3 separate regions of the Mus musculus genome follow, and all the other regions are linked to region 1. Evidence: chromatin contacts called from public Hi-C and HiChIP or PLAC-seq data. All regions are on one chromosome and are shown on one strand. Each heading gives the region's core, a stretch centred on a gene start, on an enhancer-like site or on the middle of the called end of the contact. The rest is flanking DNA. Distances are from core to core; before and after follow the strand shown.

Evidence for each region. Hi-C and Micro-C count contacts between places; a contact is called where the count stands out from the background. HiChIP or PLAC-seq counts read pairs in DNA pulled down with a chosen protein or histone mark.
Region 2: a contact with region 1 is called in an H3K4me3 HiChIP or PLAC-seq map of bone marrow-derived macrophages, with 5 times the contacts expected there. The contact joins the promoter of C920021L13Rik here to the enhancer-like site in region 1. A contact is called at or near these places in 3 of 39 promoter capture datasets (the 3T3-L1 cell line, fetal liver and maxillary cranial neural crest), 3 of 115 datasets of contacts at active chromatin or transcription factors (bone marrow-derived macrophages, embryonic limb bud and stem cell-derived neural progenitor cells) and 3 of 9 other capture datasets (liver, macrophages and pancreatic islet).
Region 3: a Hi-C map of bone marrow-derived macrophages shows a contact between it and region 1, with 25 read pairs. The contact joins two enhancer-like sites. A contact is called at or near these places in 2 of 39 promoter capture datasets (embryonic stem cells and neutrophils), 1 of 15 datasets of contacts at CTCF or cohesin (the NIH/3T3 cell line), 24 of 484 Hi-C or Micro-C datasets (B cells, the Ba/F3 cell line, CD8 T cells and 17 more), 3 of 115 datasets of contacts at active chromatin or transcription factors (bone marrow-derived dendritic cells, craniofacial prominence and embryonic stem cells) and 4 of 9 other capture datasets (adipose tissue, embryonic stem cells, liver and 1 more).

The regions. Positions count from the first base shown.
Region 1 is chr3:95,477,165-95,482,305 of GRCm38.p6, reverse strand. It overlaps Arnt (aryl hydrocarbon receptor nuclear translocator), which reads right to left. Exons shown (of 22, transcript NM_001037737.2): 9 at 2,046-2,111; 10 at 1,467-1,552. Among named protein-coding and RNA genes, the nearest start is that of Ctsk, 19 kb to the left of the region's middle. Within about 2 kb of position 2,900, at least 4 of the 459 cell types and tissues checked have an H3K27ac peak or open chromatin away from gene starts, as enhancers often do. A contact at or near this core is called in bone marrow-derived macrophages, where this site is marked.
Region 2 is chr3:95,869,134-95,874,274 of GRCm38.p6, reverse strand. C920021L13Rik (RIKEN cDNA C920021L13 gene) reads right to left here and starts at 2,753. Exons shown (of 4, transcript NR_040446.1): 1 at 2,590-2,753. It overlaps Mrps21 (mitochondrial ribosomal protein S21), which reads left to right and starts at 2,761. Exons shown (of 3, transcript NM_001355759.1): 1 at 2,761-2,822; 2 at 3,660-3,781. The coding sequence starts at 3,699.
Region 3 is chr3:95,777,813-95,782,953 of GRCm38.p6, reverse strand. Rprd2 (regulation of nuclear pre-mRNA domain containing 2) reads left to right here. Exons shown (of 11, transcript NM_001368178.1): 7 at 2,364-2,539. Among named protein-coding and RNA genes, the nearest start is that of Gm26361, 16 kb to the left of the region's middle. Within about 2 kb of position 2,488, at least 4 of the 459 cell types and tissues checked have an H3K27ac peak or open chromatin away from gene starts, as enhancers often do. A contact at or near this core is called in bone marrow-derived macrophages, where this site is marked.

The DNA of each region.
Region 1 (5,141 bases), core at 1,651-4,150:
TGTAAATCCCCATTTCCCAGCAATCCTTTTATAGTAGGAAAGTAATAGGGTGAGATCTGGAAAGTTGACAGTCAGTTTAAAAAGCTGGCCTTGCTGGGCATGGAGAACCAGCCCGTAATTCAGAATTTGTTAGACTGAGGTAAGGAGTTCATGGCCATGATCTAAAAACCAAGTCTGACCCCACAGCCTACCTCTTTTGCTACATCCCTTAGTTAATCTCAAATTAAAATAAAGCTACTCTACTCACGACTAACATTTCAAGAGAAACCTCCCTTTTAAAGTTACTGCAAGAAAGCCATTGCATTCATTGCTTAAAGTTTCTCTTCCATTTCAGCTTGCCCAAATTAATTGCATTAAATACCAATGTTTCAAGCTGGGCATAGTGGCACACACCTTCTATCCTAGCCCTTAGCACGATAAAGGCAGGTGGATCTCTGTGAATCTGAGGCCAGCTCCAGGGCAGCCAGGAATACACTAAGACCCAAAAAATAAAATAAAACTCCAGTGGTTTTTTTTTTGTTTGTTTGTTTTGCCACAGCTACTTAAAGACACAGTATTCAGTGTATACTACTATTATACTTGAGAATTATTTTAAACCACACACTGGCTTGTTTTGTTCTGTTGTTTTGGTCCTGACATAAACCTGGCAAGTACTCTATTACTGAGCTATATTCTTAGCACTAATAACTGAATTCTACACCAACTACAGCAGCTCATGCTTGCAATTCCCAGAGAAGGTATTGAAGAGAAAATTGCTGAAAATAGGAGTTCCAGGCCAGAGATGAAAAGTATCTACTTTACATATGATATTATCTACTATAAATATAGGGATAAGCATCAGTAATACATTTGTTTTTGTGTATTTGCCTGTGTGAATTTATGGACACAATATAAGTACAGGAACCTGCAGAGGCCAGAAGAGAGTGACAGATCACAAGAAACTGGAGTTATAGGCAGTTTTAAGCCAACATGTGGGTTCTGAGAACTGAACCCAGATTTTCTGCAAGAGCAGTAAGTGTTCTTAACTGCTGCTGAGCCCTCTTTCCAGCTCCCAATAAAACATTTAAAAAAAAAAAAAAAAAAAAAAAGGTTGAGCAGTTGTGGTGTAGGCTTTAGTTAATCCAGCTCTGGGGAGACAGAGGCAGTGGAAATGAGGCTTGGTCTACAAAGTCAGCTCCAAAGCAGCCAGGGCTACAGAGAAACCTGCTTCGAAAACAAACCTACAGCATTTTGTAATAAAGCTAATATTGAGTCATTTTTATGTTTTAGTAATCCATATGCTCAAATAGACTATAACATTGGTAACAGATGAGAGGGAGTCTGTTTTATTTGTCTATCTATCTTTTGAATTATTCTTAAGCACATTTCATAAAGGGGTACATAGTATTGCTAACTGTTAGTAACATATTGCCAATTGTTTATGTAACCAAATATACCAGAGAGAAATTACTGTATATTTTCCCTACCTGCTGGTGGCCAGGCCTTGATGTAGCCTGTGCAGTGGACTACCACAAAGTGAGGTTCTCCTTCCTTCACAGAGCCAAGCCCATTCCTAGAAAAGGTATAGGAATCCGGGGTGAAATTCTACAAAGGAAACCTGTGTTTTAAAAGCATTTATTTATTTATTTATTTATTTATTTATCCATTTATTACTGGTACGTGTGTGGATGCTGCACCAGCCCTTGTTGAAATAAAACACACAAGAAAAATAGGTAACATAGTAAGCAACTTCCTTGAACAAGAGAAGCTTTTAAAGTTCAGAAACAATACAGGCAGGGTGGTGCATGCCTTTGATCCCAGCACTCAAGATCTCTGAGTTCAAGACCAGCCTGGTCTACAGATTAAGTTTCAGGACAGCCAGGGCTACACAGAGAAACCCTGTCACAGAAAAACCAATCAGTCAATCAATTGATGGATGGATTGATCTATTCAGTAAGTTCAGAAACACATTGTGAGACGGTAAGTGACCGTGAGGTAAAAGAAGGTGAGAGCCAGTAGAGAAGGTAAAAATCCCATCTCTTGATCTCCACTGCCTAAGATCTTACCTGCATCTGTTCCTCAAAAAGCTCAGTCTATTCATGGAAACAGGGTCCACGGAGCTAGTACCACACCTGTCAACAAACAGAAGATGCAAATTGCTGGGCTATGGGAAACAGTAACAACAGAATAAGAAGATCCAACTACACACTGAAAACTAGTAAGTAACAAGAAAAGTCAGGCTGAGATGGAAAAACCTTCTATTATTTTGTTTGCTTGTTGTTTTGTTTAATTTGAGGCAGCACCTTCAGGCTTAGGCTGGTTTGAAACTTTCTATGTGGCCAGGGAAGACCTTGAACTTCTGACCCTTTGATCAACAGCACCTGAGTGATGGCACTACAGGCAGGTATCAACATACCAGTCGGTGTTAGGTATTGAACCCATGACTCCATGCATTTTAGACAAGCACTCTACCAACCAAGCCATATTATATTCCCGACCCTGGCTGATTGTGTGTCTGTCTGTCTGTCTGTCTGTCTGTCTGTCTGTCTGTCTGTCTGTCGGTCTCTCTCTCTGTCTCTGTCTCTGTGCATGCCCTATGTAGGTTCCAGTAATCAACCGTGTATTATCAGGCTTTCTGCCAAGTTTCCTTACACTAAGCTATCTATCTCTGGTTTCCAACCCAGACCACTTTTTGAAACAGGATCTCATACAACACAGAATGAACACAAACTGTCTGCTTGCCTTTAAGTCCCAAGTAATGAGATATAGAAAGTACCACCAGGCCAACAGAGTTAGTAGATTACTTAAAAACTGAGTATTGAGCTGTTTCTGTGCTTGCCAGGCGAGCCTCTGGCCTCCGAGCAGTAAGTCCTCCTTTTATGTTTTATTTCCCTAACTTTGGACTGGAGCTCACCAAGTTGCCCACACTGGCCTTGATCTTGATTGAGATCCTCTTTCCTTAGCCTCAAGAGGAGCAAAGATGAAAGGTTTGGACTCCTTTAAAACTTTTAATTGGCCTAAAACTCCAACTAAAACAATTGCATACACTCTTCAAATGCCATCTTTTTACATCAGGAGTTGGTGACTGTTTTACTGTTTTCTGTGAATGACTAGACAGTAAGTGGTTTTAGTCTGATGGTCACACAGTCTTTTAACTAGACAATTCTGAGCAATCAAGCATAAAAGCAGCCAAAGATGACAAGTGTTCACACAGGAAGAGCTATGGTGCAATGAAGCTTTAGTCACAAATAAGAACTTCTGTTCTCTGACTTCTGCTCTAAGCATATCATCTCTGTGTGCTATATTTCATTATTATTCACCTTACTCCAGGCTTACCATGTCCACAAGATACGCCCTCCAATCCTACTTCTATTCTTTCTCTATTTTTTTTTTTTTTTTAGAGATAAGGTCTTACTATGTAGTTCATTCTAGCCTGGAATTCATGATCTTCCTACCTTAGCCTCCAAGGTTCTGGGATTACAGGCATGCACCACCAAATCTAGATTGATTGTTTGAGACAAGGTTTCACTATATAGCCCAGGAGATCCAGAACTTGCTATATAGGCCATACTGGCCTTGTAGGAATCCTCCTGCCTCAACGTTCTTTTTAAAGTATTTTCATACTATCAATCGAGCTAATCCTGATAACAATGTTTTACGTTTGACAGTCTCACCTCCAATAGTGGATGATGACATCAAAGCAACACAAGTCTTATAGTATCAAATTAGAATTCAAATCCAGGGAATACTATGGATTCAAACAACTTACTTGGGAGGCAGTCAGACAGGTCTCTGTGATTTCAAGGTCAGCCTGTCCTACATAGCCAATTCTAGAACAGCCAGGGGTACACAGTGAGACCCCATCCCTAAACAAATACCAACATTCAGTCAACTACAGTGATATACCTTCTGTAGACCCAAGCTACTTAGGAAACTCAAATGGAGGATAACTTGAGCCGAGGATCTTTAAATGAGCCTGGACAACATAATAAGACCCCACCCCCTCAAAATAAACCAGAGTAGCCTGATTCCAGCGGCTCCTCTAAACTATTAAACTATGGAATAGTCAATTTTGTACCTCTGCCAGAAACTCTTTTTTTTTTTTTTTTTTTTTAACGTAGCCAGGGAGATTGGCCATCAGGTAAAGGTGCTTGTGACAAGCCTCATGACCTAAATTTGATTACCTCAACCCACAGTGTTGTAGGAAAGAACCAACAACTTGCACCCCAAACACCACACACGAGTCCACATCCACATATATCATGCACACATAATTTTTTTTAATCTGAAAAACAAAACAAACAAAAACCGCCTATAATCTCAGCACTTGGATGATGAAGCAGGTCAGTCTTGAGTTTTAAGTCTGAATACACATCAATGGTGGAGTTCTGCTGCTATGAACTAAAACAAGATTCTCTATCAGTCTCGTGATCTCGAGAACCTAATGCTTCACTCACATATGCCGGCCTCTGCCTCCTGAGCACTATGATTTAAGACAAGCAATGTCACACTCGGTTTGTCTATTGTTTTTACTTTATATGCATTGGTGTTTTGCCTGCATGTATGTCAGTGTCAAAGCGTCAGATCTTGTAGTTACAGTTTCGAGCTGCCATTAGGTGATGGGATTTGAACCCAGGACTTCTAGAAGAGCAGTTAGGGCCCTTAACTGATGAGCCATCTTTCTAGCACATCTGTTCTGTTTTGTAAGATTTATTTTATTTAGCTGTATGCATGGAAAAGGAGGGGAGTATGTGCATGTTGAGCTACCTGTGGAGGCTGGAGGCTTTGAATCTCCTTGCAGCTAGAAGCACAGATGGTTACAAGCTATCTGATAAGAATGCTGGGAAACTAACCCCAGCTAGTCCTCTGCAAGAGCAATATAATCTCTTATCCCTGCATAGCCATCTCTGCAGCCGGTTTCTTGATCCATGTATATGTATGTATATGTTCATGCTGTACACGCACAGGCATGCGGAGGCCAGAGACAAGCCTCACATGTAGTTCCTCAAGAGCTCTCCATCGTAATTCTTTTGAAATGTGTATTAATGCTCTACCTGTCTCTAAGTGCATTACGTGCACGCCTGGATACACAGGAACCAGAAAAAGGTATCCGATGCCCTGGAACTGGGGTCATAGATGGCTGTGAGCAACCATGCAGATGC
Region 2 (5,141 bases), core at 1,504-4,003, 390 kb before region 1:
TGTCCTCTGACCTCCATACATGTGCTATGACACATACACATGAGCTTTTTTTAAAAAAATGTATCATTATTATTCTTTTTTTTAAAGATTTATTTATTTATTATATGTAAGTACACTGTAGCTGTCTTCAGACACTCTAGAAGAGGGCATCAGATCTCGTTACGGGTGGTTATGAGCCACCATGTGGTTGCTGGGATTTGAACTCTGGACCTTCGGAAGAGCAGTCGGGTGCTCTTACCCACTGAGCCATCTCACCAGCCCCCACACATGAGCTTTTATGGGAGCTCTTGTACACATGTACACATGCATACACCTGCACGAGTGCACACACATGCATACAAACACACACACACACACACACAATGACTCCTCTTCTGTTGATGAAATATATGATGCCAACATTTTTCTAGATATCTAGGCTTAAAACTTAGGGGCATTGCAGTTGGGCAGAAGGCTCAGAGGTTGATAGTACTGACAGCTCTTACTGAGGACCCAGGTTAGATTCCCAGCACCTATATGATGGCTTACAACATCTGTAAATCCAGATCCAGTGGATCTGATGCTCTCTTCAGGCTTTTCTGGACATCAGACATGCATGTAGACAACACCCCCCATATACATTTATAAAAACTTTTTTTTCAGTCTAGTAAAAAAGAAAATGATAACAAGAGGAGAAGAGTTGGCTCAGCAGTTAAGAGCACCTGTTACTCTAGCAGAAGACCCAAGTTCAATTCCCAGCATGTACATGGTAGCTCTCAACCATCTGTAATTCCAGGCCCAAGGGATTCAGTGTTCTGTTCTGACCTCCAGGCACAGACATAACACACATACACATACATGTAGGCACACACATACATGTAAGCAAAATACTCATACACATATAATAATAAAATAAACCTTAAAATTAAAACAAAAATTAATGAATTATCTTACATTATATCCCATTCGATTCTTTTTTTAAATATATATTTTAATTAGGTATTTTCTTCATTTACACTTCAAATGCTATCCCAAAAGTTCCCCATACCCTCCCCTCTCCACTCCCCTACCCACCCACTCCCACTTCTTGGCCCTGCTGTTCCCCTGTACTGGGGCTTATAAAGTTTGCAATATCAAGGGGCCTCTCTTCCCAATGATGGCCGACTAGGCCATCTTCTGCTACATATGCAGGTAGAGACACGAGTTCTGGGGGTACTGGTTAGTTCATATTGTTGTTCCACCTATAGGGTTGCAGATCCCTTTAGCTCCTTGGGTACTTTCTCTAGCTCCTCCATTGGGGGCTCTGTGATCCATCCAATAGCTGACTGTGAGCCCATTCGATTCTTATGACCAATTTTGTGAGACCAACAGAGTAGATGTTAGCATCATTTTACAAATAAGAAGCCAGATTGAAAGTTCATGTTTAGCAAGATCTAGATTATAAGTATTTGTAGGTCACAGATCTCCATTTCTTCTACCCAAGTCTACCACTATAGCCCAAGAGAGCCGTATAATATCAACAAATAAACATGGTAGTATTCCAATATTTTTATTTAGACAAAAAGTGCAGACCCCTAGTCTGAGTAACTTGTTCAAAGTCATACGTCTGCTGATGCTTAGAATCTGAAGCTAGAACTCCTTTCTAACGGATTACGTACTGTCCATAGAATTAATTTTGCACTTATTATATGCGACTGGGCCTAAAATTGTGTCTACATACTGTCAGTTGTACAAGAGACACTGGAATAGTATCAGCAGTGCTTAGCAGAGGACAGTCATTCAATTAGGTTTGCTGACAAGCACAAAGGTGTCTAGCTTCAGTTTGGGACTTTGGATTTGGCTTACTACGAGGCAGGCTTAAATTTTGTGTGAATACCTATTAACTGATAATGACCTGGCCAGATGGCCCGGTGGTTAAGAAAATTAATTGCTCTTGCAGAGAACCCAGGTTCTGTTCCCAGTACCCACATGGCAGCTCAGAGCCTCCTATTAACTCCAGTTCCAGGGCCCCAACACCTCTCCAATCCTTCTTGAGCTCCTGCACGCACGCACGCACACGGTGCACATACATACACGCAGGCACACGTACACACACACAAAATAAAAGCAAATCCCTTAAAGAAGTAACAGATGAGGGTGCATCTGTGTGTGTTGTGGGTAGGTTTTTCTGTATATGGATACTTCTAAACCCATGTAAATAACCATATATGGAGATGTGGGGATAACATACACATAGGGTTGTCCAGACGTATGGAAGAAAAAAAAATTCTACTAGATCTTACAAGGCAACAAATGGCAAAGTTGGCATTAAAACAACAATATTTTGATTTAAAATTCTGCAGGCGTTTCCCATTTGTTTCTTTTTGATTCTACTTTATTTAATGAAATGGCTTAGGTAGCTGATGCAATGGGAAACTCACAGTATGTAATTTCTTTTCTTAACTTTTAGGCAGATTAGGGGGTGTGGAGCCATTTTTTTCACCCGGTGAGCAGATCTGTCCTTTTTAAATAGAAAATATTCTCAGGACGCTTCCCATTTCCCATCCAGAAAACGAAATCGCTCAAATCTAGTAAAAGTTTAACAGGATTAGAGCTACGGATCGGGCTGACCTTCTCGCAGACCCGACGACCGCGACTCCTCCATAGGAAGGTGAGGACGCTGTTCCTTTGACTGTCAGGCGGAAAGTCCAGCGCCTGCGCTCAGCACCGAACCTTCGCAAGGTCAGACGGTAAGCGGAGCTGCAGTCGGCTGAGCCCTGCAGCGTAGCTTCCTCCCGTCGCGGGACTCCGTAGCTTCCGCTTCCGGTCCGCAGAGACCCGGAGTCCGAATTCAGAGGCCCCAGGTAGGGAGCTCGAGGGGTGTGGGGGGGTTCACTGAGCTGCAAAGCGAGTATGGCGGGAGGGCAAGATTTCGCGTGGTGCCTAGAGGCGGACGAAGAGTTCTTTCTAACTCTCAGCGGAAACCTATTTTTTGGTTTGCTTTGCTTTGCTTTTTCGAGAGTGTTTTTATGTAGCCCTGGCTGCCCTGAAACTGGCTCTGTAGACGAGGCTGGCCTCGAACTCAAGAGTTCCGCCTGCCTCTGCCTCTCAAGTGCTGGGATAAAAGGCGTGGGCCACCACTGCCCGGCAATTATCTTTTAATTATTTCTTGGTGTGACCGGGGGGTTGGGAGGGGCGAAAGTCAGGACAGCTTGCAGGAGTCTGTCCTCTCTTTCCACCGTAAGGATCCAGGGCTCTAACTCGGGTCATCAGGCTTGGTGGCAAGCGCCTTTACCTGCTAAGCCATATCACTGCGTAGTGAAAGAAATGTTGCTAACAATTTGCTTGTACTTTTTCATTAAAAAAAAAAGTTATTTATATTTTATGTGTGTGAGTGTTTTACTTGCATGTATGTCTGTGCATCACAGAGGTCAGAAGAGGGTGTTGGATTCCCTGGGACTGTATGTGTTGTGAGCCACCCTGTGGGTACTGGGAATCGAACTTGGATCCTCTTAACTACTGAGCCATCTCTCCAGACTTACTTGTACTTACTAAGATATGGAGAATTCCTCCAGCCCAGTTCTGTGGATCTCAAGCTGGTTCTGTTGCTAAATTAAATAAAAACTACCTATGGTAAGTTGTGACTCTGTTGGGCTTTGTTCTCTTACATTGAGTCTCTGGTTTCCATGCTCGATGTCCAGTCTGTAGTCCCGGAAGAATGAAGATTTAAATACGAGGCCATGGCTAAACATCTGAAGTTCATTGCCAGGACAGTGATGGTTCAGGAGGGGAACGTGGAAGGTGCCTACCGGACCCTGAACAGGTAAAATGAGTCGAGTCTTGCCTGGACCAGCCGTGGGAAATGTGAGGTGATCCTGCACCCAGCCTACCACCTCATAAAGCCTACCACTGGTGCCAGCTCTGTGTAGGCTCTGAATACCACCACCTCCACCTCCTCCTTTTTTCCTCCTCCTCCTCCTCTTTCTTCTTCCTCCTCTTCTTCTTTTAAATTTATTTATTGTGCATACAGTGTTCTACCTGCATGTATGCCTGCATATCAGAAGAGGGCACCAGATCTCAGTACAGATGGTTGTGAGTCACCATGTGGTAGCTGGGAATTGAACTCAAGGCCTCTGGAAGAGCAGCCAGTGCTCTTAACTACTGAGTCATCTCTCCAGCCCCTCTGGACACTTCTTATCCCTTCAGTTTATTATCCTAAAAATGAAGTTCTCCAAATTCAGCTCGATGGAGCTTATCCAACAAGCAGCTATCATCCCTTGATGATAAATCTGAGTTCTATCCAAAGACCCCGAAAAACTGCTGGGCACACTGTAATCCCAGCACCTGGGAGGTAGAGACAGGAAGAATTTGAGAATAATTTAGATGATGGTGACTAGACTCAGTCTCAGATGACCCCTCCTCATGTCAAAAAAAAAAAAAAAAAAAAAAAAAAGTCTGGGAGGGGAATGAGAAACAAGAAGCAGAGGCATGGTGCATTTCAGCTGAGCCAGTATCTGTGGAATAAGGCTACTAGAGAGGATTAATTCCTCTGTGATTTTTGTTCATCTCATGTAGCTCAGGCTGGCCTAGAATGGGCAGTGTAGCCAAGGATTACCTTGATTCCTGATCCTCCTGCCTCCGTCTCCCAGATGCTGAGGTTGATCGTGTGTTTGATATTGTTTACGTGCCTGGCTAGCAAAGATGGATTCTAATTGTGCTCTTGAAGAAATAAGTCATGGATGAGAAGGCATTTCAGGTTCCAAAGAGTTATAGCATAAGCAGACACATAGAGCTAGGGGCTGGAGAGATGGCTCAGTGATCAGGAATGCTTGCAGTTCTTGCAGAGGACCCAAGTTTGGTTCCCAGTACCAACAACTGATGTTAGGGATCCAGTACACTCTCCTGCCTGCCCTCTGCAGGTCACACATGTGACAGAAACAAACCTACACCTCCACTTAAACACAGTGACACGGCTGGAGAGGAGAGGCTCCGTGGAGAACTGTCTGGACACTACATTGTGGGTGGAGACTAGTCCGTCCAGATGATACTGTACCACTCTAGTTCTTTTAGGCTTCCGTAGCCTGGCATGCCTTTTTATTTCATCTCTAATGATGTGTGTGTATGTGGGCATGTGCACTTGAGTGCAGGTTGCCAGAGGCTAGAAGCATTGGCCTGCTTGGAGC
Region 3 (5,141 bases), core at 1,239-3,738, 300 kb before region 1:
CCACCATGTGGTTGCTGGGATTTGAACTCAGGACCCTCAGCAGTCAGTGCTGAGCCACCTCACCAGCCCAATAGTTATAATTATACTCGTAATTTATTAGAATCTAAGAGTCTTGCAGTCAGAGATTATCTGTTACTCTAATGCTTGAGCAAGTGCAAGGGGTATTTGGTGTGGGTCTTTAGAATGAGTAAGTGGTGATTAGCTGTTCACTTTTGTATCTGTTTTACTCCTGTACCATGCTTTAATTTTACTTAGTTATTTGTAGAATTACAGAATATTTTACTAGAACATGAGATTTATAGACGTTTCTAGATAAGCCATACAAAATGGTCATGAGCTCTTTTTTTCCAAAGATTAAAATCTACACTTTATAGCAAAGTCATAATGCTGTTAGTGAGGGTTGTGGTATTTGTTTAATATTCTCATTTTGCTTCAGACAACATTTACAGTATCTATATGAAGTTAGACTTGGCTAAGACTGTATCCTAAACTGGATAGCTGTGTTTAACAGCTCATGAGGGAAGGGAAGGTGTGTGTGGCAGCCAACACATACACACACCATTTATAAACAGTTCACATTGACACAAACGATGCTTCTAGCTCTGTTCCTGCTTTACCACAGGGACGTAGATCTGCTAATGCACATAATCACCAAAGATCACGATGCCTGGGCCTTTATTTTGTAATGTTTCTAAGGGTGTGTCGATTCAGTGTGAACAAAATATCTTGGCAGAGCAGAAGTAAGTGATAATACACTTGAGTGACTTCAGCATTATCCCTGTCCTCTGCTCCACACTAAATTGAACGTAAGGTGTCTAATCCAATCCTAATCACTATGCAGAAGCATCCTACAAAGCTGTGATCCCAGGGGAGAGCCGAGGGCTCATGCAGGTCAGCACACACGAGGAAAGGAACATGTGCTGGACTTTAAGGACACTTTGCAGAGAAGAGTGAAGAACTTTTGTCTGATGCCCCAGAGTTGACTTAACTTCTCTGAAGCTTGGTTTCCATGGAAGAGACATATTGTAGACTATTCTGCACTGCAGTGCAGTGAGAAGGGTGGGCCTTTGTCCTGATCTTCCTGAGGAGGGTATGGAGAATGTTTGCACAATGAAGGATGTGGGACAGAGAGGGCCAGTGCTTAAGAATATTTGCTGTCCTTCCAAAGGACCTGGGTTCAGTTCCCAGCACCCATGCTGCGTGACTCACCACAACTGGCTGTAATTCCAGTTTCTCATGTGCTCATACACATAAAATAAAATAAAAAGTTAAAAAAAAAAGTTCAGCTAAGCTTTGTCTTAATTACAGACACCTCATTCACTCTCACGAATTCACGTGGAACTGTTTCTGTCGGTCTGTGCAGAGTGTGATGGGGTTGTGGTGGGGAGATTTGGTTTATAGTCTGGTGGCACAAATCTATAATATTAACCACTCAGGAGGAGTTAAAGGACAACCTGAGCAACTTCTTGAAACTCTATCTCAATAAAAGTTTAGGCAAGAAAGATTACACGCTGGAAAACATGTGCTGGCACAGGCTAGTGTTCTCGGCATTTGGGAAGCTGCGGCAGAGGATCTTGAATTTGAGGCCATCATGGGCCTCATACATATGAGTTTAAGACATGGTTGCTCTACATGGTCACTCTCTTAAAACAAAAATAATTGCACACCAAGGCAATAAGAAAAGTGTCACAGAATAGTAAGAACTGTGGCATGGAAAGAAATTTCACTCAAAGGTTTTTGTTTTGTTTTGTTTTGGCTTTTAAGTGAGTTGGTTTAATTCAAAGTGGTACAGAATTCAGAGTACAATGAAGATGGAACAGTAGGCTCCAGTGGGATTCCAGACTGGGTTCACTTTAAATTCACAGCTGAGGTAGGACTTGCTGAATACTGGAGACAATGAGCCATTGCGTTAGTCACTTTATTCATTTTTTTTTAACAAAAATTTATTACAATGTACAACAGGCTCCAAGATAACACTCCATTCTAGCTATTAGTGGCAAAGATGTTATGGCAGGGAATCCAGATGTTTAAATAGGAATGGAAGAGGAGGGTCACCATCACCCCAGATGTGAGGAATAGCTTACTTTTTGCCACATTTCTTAATTCCACCTGTGGCCAGGGGGCCCTTCCCTGCGGCCTTGGCTTTTAGCTGCTCTAGTTTCTTCTGCTCCTCCTTTTGTTTCTGCCTGAAAGCCTTATCTTCCTCGTCCATCTCCTTGGCCTGTTCTTGGGCTTAAACCAAAACTAATTGCACATTATTAGAATAATTTCAAGGGCTTCTTTTTGCCACCTTCCTGGCCTGACATGATGCCTCCAGCCCCTTCCTTCTAATCATGATATAAATACTTTCTTCATTATTTCAGATAAAACAGGTGGAAAGAAGTTCTCCAAAGAATTTGAAGAAGCAAGTTCCAAGCTAGAGGAGTTTGTGAATGGATTAGATAAACAGGTGAAAAATGGGCCCTCACTAACAGAAGCATTAGAGAACGCTGGAATTTTCTATGAAGCACAGTACAAGGAAGTGAAAGTGGTCGCTAACGTAAGTAATTCTGGCTGTTTCATTTTTAATGCTTACATTGCTTACACATACATATATATTTTTATATGTGTATATATAAACACACACACACACACAACACTTTGTACTGGCTGGTTTTGGGTGTCAACTTGACACAGGCTGGAGTTATCACAGAGAAAGGAGCTTCAGTTGGGGAGATGCCTCCATGAGATCCAGCTGTAAGGCATTTTCTCAATCAGTGATCAAGGGGGAAAGGCCCCTTGTGGGTGGGACCATCTCTGGGCTGTTAGTCTTGGGTTCTATAAGAGAGCAGGCTGAGCAAGCCAGGGGAAGCAAGCCAGTAAAGAGCATCCCTCCATGGCCTCTGCATCAGCTCCTGCTTCCTGACCTGCTTGAGTTCCAGTCCTGACATCCTTCAGTGATGAACAGCAGTGTGGAAGTGTAAGCCAAATAAACCCTTTCCTTCCCAACTGCTTCTTGGTCATGATGTTTGTGCAGGAATAGAAACCCTGATTAAGACACACTTTTAAATTTTATTCTTATTGGATGGCATGTATGAGAGAGAGTGGGTAGGAACATATCCTATGGCACATGTGTACATCAGAGCATGACCTTTGGGAGTCAGTTCTCTTGTACCCTTGGATTTCAAGAAGCAGTTGGCAACAAGTACCTTTATCTGCTGCGCTTCCTGGACTCTCAGAAAATATCATGAAGGAGAAAACTGTAACAACAAACAAAAAGTGGCTAAGTCAGTTCTGCCTTCCTCTTGTCAAAATCTCAGCCATTTGAGTTTCTAACTTTGACTCCTTATACTAAAAAGACTGCTAAAAGCCCTGCTCATTAGTGTACTTTACATTTTCTGTCTTCTGTTTTGGATACTCAAGTTTTTACACTGCTCCCCAAAAGCCAAACCTCAGAGAAAAGAACACTACTGACATCAACCAGCTTTCCTCATGGTCTTTCTGCTGGTGCCGGCAGTTTCTAGTACATCCAGATAGATGTTGATAGTGGTCGTTGCGTGTGTTATATAAGAAGGCGTGTGCATGTGCAGTGCCTGGGTGTGCACAGGGGACGCCGGAGATTGTTGACTTCAGGTGTCTTCTCTTTTTTCCCCCCAAAGATTTATTTATTTTAATTTTATGTGTATGGGTGTTTTGTCTACATGCATGTCTGCACCACGTGCATACTGTGGGTTCTGAGTGAACCTGGGTCCTCTCGGGCCTCTTTATTTGAAACAGGTTCGATCTTTCACTGCACATGGATATGACTGTTTCAGCTAGACTTGCTCACCAGCAAGTCCTTGGGGGGGTCTTCCTGTCCTGTCCTGATCCTTCCATCCACGACGCTGTGTCAGTGCCACCACACAAATCTCTAAATGGGTATTAAGTGTCTGAACCCAGGTCCTGAGGCTTAAATGCAAACATTGAGCCCAGTGAGACATCTCCCCTACTTCTGAGTTCCATCTGTCTAGGTTCTTTTGGTGTTTTGTGTGTGTGTGTGTGTGTGTGTGTGTGTGTGTGTGTGTGTGTGTGTGTATGTGTGTATACGTGCGTGCGTGCACAAACGAGAGAAAGGTGGGGGAGATAAGGGTGAGGGTTTCTCTGTGTAGCCATAGCTGTTTTAGATTTCACCCTCAAACTGACCTTGAATTTGGAGGCCTGCCTCTGCCTCCTGGGTACTAGGGTTAAATGTGCATGCCACCATGCCAAGCTAGTGTTCTCCCCACCCCACCTCCTCTCTTAAGATTTATTTATGTATGTGGGTGTTTGTCTTCGTGTCCTTCTGAACACCAGAGAAGGAAGGACATTGGATCCGATGGGACTACAGTTATAGACATTTGTGAGCGGCCATGTGGGTGCTGGGAATTGAACTCAGAACTTCTGGAAGACCAGCCAGTCCTCTTACACTGAGCCATATCTCTAGTGCATGTAGCCCCATGCCCACCTGTCCTACCTCCTGTCCCTTTTGTAAGAATTTTTTGAGATTTTATTTATTTTTACTTTTTAAAATTTACTTTGTGCCTCTGTGTGCACATCTATGCACCATATTTAGTGTCCTTGGAGTCTAGAAGATTGTGTCAGGTCTACTGGAATCTGTAGATGGGTAAAAGCCACCCATGTGGGTGCTAAGAATTGAACCTGTGTCCTCTGGAAGAGCAATCTGCTCTTTAACCGCTGGGTCATGTCTCTAGTCACATGCCTTTGTATGCGAATGTTGTCTACATGTATGTATATGTACATGATCATAACATGTGTGCCTTGTGCCCTCAGAGACAGAGTTAGATCTCCTGGAGCTGGAGTTACAAGCAGTTGTGACTTACCATGTGGGGTCTGGGAAACTGAATGCAAGTTCTCTGTAAGAGCAGCCAATGTTCTTATCTCCTAAGTGCTAGGATTACAGACATGTGCCACTGTGCCCAGTATTTTACTTAGTGTCTTTTAAATAAAGTACTACCTACAATGTGTTCAAGACTCTCAAAACAAAAGGAAGGGGAGGGGTAAGATGGCTTACTCTGTAAGCACCTGCCACCAAACCTAAAGACCTGGATTTGATCTCTCGGACCTTAGCAATGGAGGGGAAGAACCAACTTTGACAGTTTGTTCTCTGACCTCTGCACATTCAG